Regions from separate parts of the Mus musculus genome. Here region 1 is linked to region 2. Evidence: chromatin contacts called from public Hi-C data. All regions are on one chromosome and are shown on one strand. Each heading gives the region's core, a stretch centred on a gene start, on an enhancer-like site or on the middle of the called end of the contact. The rest is flanking DNA. Distances are from core to core; before and after follow the strand shown.

Region 1 (2,700 bases), core at 171-2,670, 35 kb before region 2:
TTATTTATTTATTGTTTCAAATTAGGGTAGCATTTTCCTTATAAGAGTGAGAAAGTGCTTGAGAAATTTTCAAAAGTTGACAGTATTTCAGGGAAAACCTTTCATTCATTAAGAGTCCAGGAAGGTCTACTTTCTTGCTTTAGTGAGACCCGTGCCTGGTTCGGTGAAAGGCTTTAGAGGAACAAAGCAATGTGAGTTAGAGGCTCTGTGATAAGAAGATGGTAAATTAGATGGGAGGGGGGTGCGGAGTGGGGGGAGAGAGGATACAAAGCAAGTTAAGGTGCAAATTTATACTGGAGTCTTGGACAACCACCACCACCCCCGCAACACACACCAACCTCTAAGAAAGATGGCTGACATCAGTTAACACGATTAACCCTCCCTTTAACCTCCTCTCCTCAATTAAGGCTCTGCTTTAAAATCCTTACACAAAACGCAGTGAGCGAGCCTAAGTGGTCAGGATTTCTCTGCTCCCCCCACTGTCTTCATTCAGAAAGAGACTTCTCTGTATTTCCATCGCCACTGTACCAAAGGGGATGGGAGAAACGGAATGGATTTTTGTTTATTTGTTTTTCTTTTTCTTTTCTTTTCCTTTACAACCAACTCTTTGGCTCTTCTTTTGGGGTGGTCATATTAGATTAGCTTATCTTTACTTCCCATATCCTCAACTTTTGGCTAGTCAGTGGCAGGGAAGATCGAGCGCTAATCTACTGCAGTCCGGCTCCCACACTGAACGCCTCAGAGACTACTGCGCTGAGTCGGCCAACTTTGGATTCTGGGATTCCCAGGACATCAATCAGGTCAAGCTACATAGAGGTCCACCAGGGGTACATTCCACGCATTCCACTGCTCTCTCTGGGCTCTGTCCTTTAACATCTGGGTTAACTGGATCGTGCAAACAGGGTAACAGGCGCAGAAAACAGCTGGACACGTTGCTGAGCCCAGACTGTACGTGACTAGTTCTTAGAAACCGCTTCTGGATCTCTCTGAGCCAACAAGCTCGTCGGTCTGAGTGCTGGTAGGGAAAGAGCGAGCAAAGCCAGGCAGAGTTTGAACTTCGCCGGGGATGGGGGGGGCAAGTCTGAACTTTTGAGGGCGCTTTTCACTTTTATATAAGTTCTGAAGCTGGCTTCACGCTAAGGTGCAGAATGATAAATCCAGCTTAAATACATATGTTTGCATTCACGTACTTGGCATGTGCTCGCACACAGGGATGTGCCGGGAAAAGCTTAGCTTTTCAGAGCGCTGACCGCCTCCTTTGACGTTTATCTAGGGCGAGCCTTTCCTTTTACTGCGCCTGCGTGCGCGCGCCGCCGACAGGCCCCGCCTCTCTGGTAGGGACCCACAACAGACTTGCGCCGGGAGGCGGGCTGCGCCTGCGCGATCGCCGCGTCAGCCGGTTTCGCGGGGCCGGCGACTGGAAGTCCCGAGAGTTGACTCGTGCTGAGCGTGAGGTTTGCCGCGCCGCGCGTGGGCCAGCGCGCGGAGACTTGAGAAAAAGCGTGGGGTAAAAGTGCTGTCCCGAGCTGCAAGAGTTAGAGGTAGTGTTTCCTTCCGGGCCTGAGCCCGCCGCCCCTTCCCTGCCCCGGCCCCCCCTCCTGGGGACACCCCCCCCCCCCCTAGCGTCCCCTGTTCTGAACTGAGCCCCTGCTGAGGTCATGAAGCTCGTGAGGAAGGATATCGAGAAGGACAATGCGGGCCAGGTCACCCTCGTCCCCGAGGAGCCCGAGGACATGTGGCACACCTTCAATTTAGTGCAGGTGGGCGACAGCCTGCGCGCCTCCACCATCCGCAAGGTCCAGACCGAGTCCTCCACAGGCAGCGTGGGGAGCAACCGTGTCCGCACCACCCTCACCCTTTGCGTGGAGGCCATCGACTTCGACTCCCAGGCCTGCCAGCTGCGGGTGAAGGGGACCAATATCCAAGAGAATGAGTATGTCAAGATGGGGGCTTACCACACCATCGAACTGGAGCCCAACCGCCAGTTCACCCTGGCCAAGAAACAGTGGGACAGTGTGGTTCTGGAACGCATCGAGCAGGCTTGCGACCCGGCGTGGAGCGCTGATGTGGCAGCTGTGGTCATGCAGGAGGGCCTGGCCCACGTCTGCTTAGTCACGCCCAGCATGACCCTTACCCGGGCCAAGGTGGAGGTGAACATCCCCAGGAAACGGAAAGGCAACTGCTCCCAGCATGACCGGGCCCTGGAGCGGTTCTATGAACAGGTGGTCCAGGCCATCCAGCGCCACATAAACTTCGAGGTTGTAAAGTGCGTTCTGGTGGCCAGCCCTGGATTCGTGCGAGAGCAGTTCTGCGATTACATGTTTCAGCAAGCTGTGAAGACGGACAATAAAGTGCTCCTGGAAAACCGCTCCAAATTCCTTCAGGTAAAAATCTTACCCAGAGAGAGTTTCCTAATGTTTTAGAATGGGGAGGAGCCGAAGGCTTGGCTGGGACTATAAATGAGATTGTAACTGAACCCTGCAGTATCTAGCACTTTAAAAAGTTGTCCAAGTCCTTAAACAGGTTAGGCCTTATTCATGTGTTTGTCAAATGTCATCGTGGGCTGATTAATGGATACTTTCAGAGATTCTTTGTCTTTTATAATTGTGATTCTAGGTGCACGCCTCCTCTGGACACAAGTACTCCCTGAAAGAGGCCCTCTGCGACCCTACTGTAGCGAGCCGCCTTTCAGACACAAAG
Region 2 (2,700 bases), core at 198-2,697:
AATTAGCTTTAATACTCACATTTTAACAATCTAAATAAATGCTTTAAGATACTATGTATCTTAAAACCCCCTCATTCTTCTCTTCCATCCTTCTATACTTTATTTTCTTGTTAGGACCAAGTATAGTTTTGTTCAGTTTTAGCTTTAATCTTGAAATTGGAGAAAGGGAAAGGTACTTTTGAACCTTCATGTGCTATTTGCACAACAGGGGACAGAATAACACCCCAACCTAGGTTTTGGAACAAATCTTAGCCACATACCACATGCATTCTGTCAACTGACAGACTCCCTACATGAAATAGCTTAAACAAAACTTTGTAGTCCCCTTACAAAGAGGTTCTTTGAAATAGATTTTATTAGTTTACATAGGACTCTTTCTCAATGAGATATATAACCCAAAGTAAGTGACCAGTCCTAAGCTAATTTGTATTAATATACACAAGAAGTTTCGTGGGTCAAGAAGGCATAGAAAATCATACACAAATTCTTTTGGAGGTTTAAAACTGCTATTGGGTTTATTAAAACTAAAAGCAAAAAGAAATCTCTCAACCCCCACACCATTCACATCAAAAATGCTAATTGATAGGTTAGGAATATCAGTAATGGAATCTCTTAATGTCTGGAATTTTAAATTGCCAATTAAAGCTACTGGATAAGTCAGAGAAGTTATTTACCATACTTTGCCTTTCTGACTCTCAGAAGTTCCTGTTGCGCACACCACCAACAATAACCTTTAGGGACCAGGAGATGTTGAGTTAAGATCCAACACCCAGGTAAAAAGCCAGTTTTGTCTGCAAGGGCCTGTCACCTCAGCACAGAAGGGACAAGTGGTGACACAAACAGATCCATGCAATTTGTGGGTCATCAGCCTCTCCAGAAAGCTTTGAGTTTCAGGATCAATGAAAAAGCTGTCTCAGAGAAATTAGACAGAGAATTAGGAAACCATTCAGTATGCTATGATGTACACATAGGTGTGCAACGGCACACACATCTTCATATGTGTGCACACATATGCATTCACACACAAAGGCGTGGGGAAGAGAGTGGTGTTATGTTAATAAAATCTATTGCACAAATTCCACCAACAAAGTTAGAACTCTTTTTTTATTCAGGTTCTTCCATATCTAAGGACTGGCCATATTACATTTCTGCCCAATACACAGCCACACCAATTTGTTTTGAATTGCAATGAGCCTTTCCATAAGCAGTGCTCAACTGAGCCAACTAATGAGTTCAACTCTCAGAATGTCCGGGCAGCTGGACACCAGCCCTTTGCTCCTGTTGCTTGCACAAACACACGAGTTGTGTTCCCACAGTGGGATCTGGGACTCCTAAGGTCCTGCAGCTTTTTTATCCTGTAAAGCCCATGATGTAGACATGGAAGGGGGTCGGGTTCTGAGAGTAAGAATTTCCAAGACCGGAGTAGACACAGTCTGAAAGGAGCCGGTGAAGCAAGCGATTATTTGTGGTGGGAGGATACGGGCAATGAACAGATGTCTGCAGATACTACAAAGGGAAATAAACACTGCCGAAAAGCTGACTTACGTAGGAAAACTTTAAAGGGGGATTTTTTTTTTTTTTTAAACAGCGATGTTTGGGAACACCCTCGTGAAATTGAGTATTCTGGGTAGCGCTAGCACTTCTGAAAGGGAACAAGTTCTTGTAGTCAGATGACCTTTCTGTTCAAAATCATTAATCTTTTCTATTTATTCTGTCCTTTAAAAAAAAACTACGTAGAAAACACTTATGTGTTAAGCATTATGCTTCCTTGTGTCCTGCCCCTGTCCCCCTACAGCACCCCCAACATGTACACACAGCACTTTGAAGATCAAATGCCATTTGTTAACAACTAGAGGTCATGGACTCTAGAAGCAAAGACAAAACAATTCACTTACTGCAGCAAACTGAAGTCACAAAACAGCCTCCCAGGGTGAAGCCGAAAAACTCAAGAATATCAGGGTGTTGGAGTTGGCTTTTCTGCTCTTGCTGATGCAAGGAGATACCTTGCTGACATAGTCTATCATTTCTGACGAAAGGACTGGGAATGGAGTTTTCTTGATATCATTATATGGAGAAATTTTGCTTGTTTGAAAAGAAACATGAATTAGACATAATTTTTGATGGCAAGTATGGTCTTCCTGTGTTTGAAGTGATGATGTCATATTCAGACCCTTTCTTTCTGGACTCTCTGATCAGGCTCCATTATGGTCCTGTTTTCTTCACTGATTTCCCATACCTTTGCTATTAGAGGGTTTTCGATCATTTTCATAACCAGAAAGCTATAAAAACAATCCTTTCAACTTTCAGATTGACTACAAAGACGTTATCCTATCCTTGTTTTGGCCAGATCTTACTACAATTCCAGCCATTTTCCCCGTTTTTTATGGCATCCGTGTACCTCAAAATTAAGATCCAATTACTTAATGCACGAAGGGTAAATTAATTAAGATTTCAGAGACAACACTTTGATATTGTAAAGTTGTTGTATGCGACAAGGCAGGAAGAAAGGGGCTTATTCTGGAAGTCAGCACTTTACTGTTAACAACTTTATTATCACCTCTCATGTTCTACGTCATCATTTCAGTCTTTAGATTGAAGCTAATGTTAGTTATGAGTTCCCCTGTTGCTAGGTTGGAACAACATCCATGAGATGTTATTAAAGGAAAGTAATGGTGTTAGAATACATTTTATTTGCCACCA

The links. Hi-C and Micro-C count contacts between places; a contact is called where the count stands out from the background.
Region 1: a Hi-C map of uterus shows a contact between it and region 2, with 2.8 times the contacts expected there. The contact joins the promoter of Pelo here to the enhancer-like site in region 2. A contact is called at or near these places in 3 of 39 promoter capture datasets (the C10 cell line, liver and macrophages), 17 of 484 Hi-C or Micro-C datasets (CD4 T cells, cerebral cortex, embryonic fibroblasts and 4 more), 4 of 115 datasets of contacts at active chromatin or transcription factors (bone marrow-derived macrophages, cardiomyocytes, effector CD8 T cells and 1 more) and 2 of 9 other capture datasets (adipose tissue and liver).

What each region holds. Positions count from the first base shown.
Region 1 is chr13:115,088,878-115,091,577 of GRCm38.p6, reverse strand. Pelo (pelota mRNA surveillance and ribosome rescue factor) reads left to right here and starts at 1,420. Exons shown (of 2, transcript NM_134058.3): 1 at 1,420-2,384; 2 at 2,617-2,700. The coding sequence starts at 1,659. The region is part of intron 1 of Itga1 (integrin alpha 1); the gene reads left to right.
Region 2 is chr13:115,053,633-115,056,332 of GRCm38.p6, reverse strand. All of the region lies in intron 1 of Itga1 (integrin alpha 1), which reads left to right. Among named protein-coding and RNA genes, the nearest start is that of Pelo, 35 kb to the left of the region's middle. Within about 2 kb of position 1,447, at least 16 of the 459 cell types and tissues checked have an H3K27ac peak or open chromatin away from gene starts, as enhancers often do. A contact at or near this core is called in liver and uterus, where this site is marked.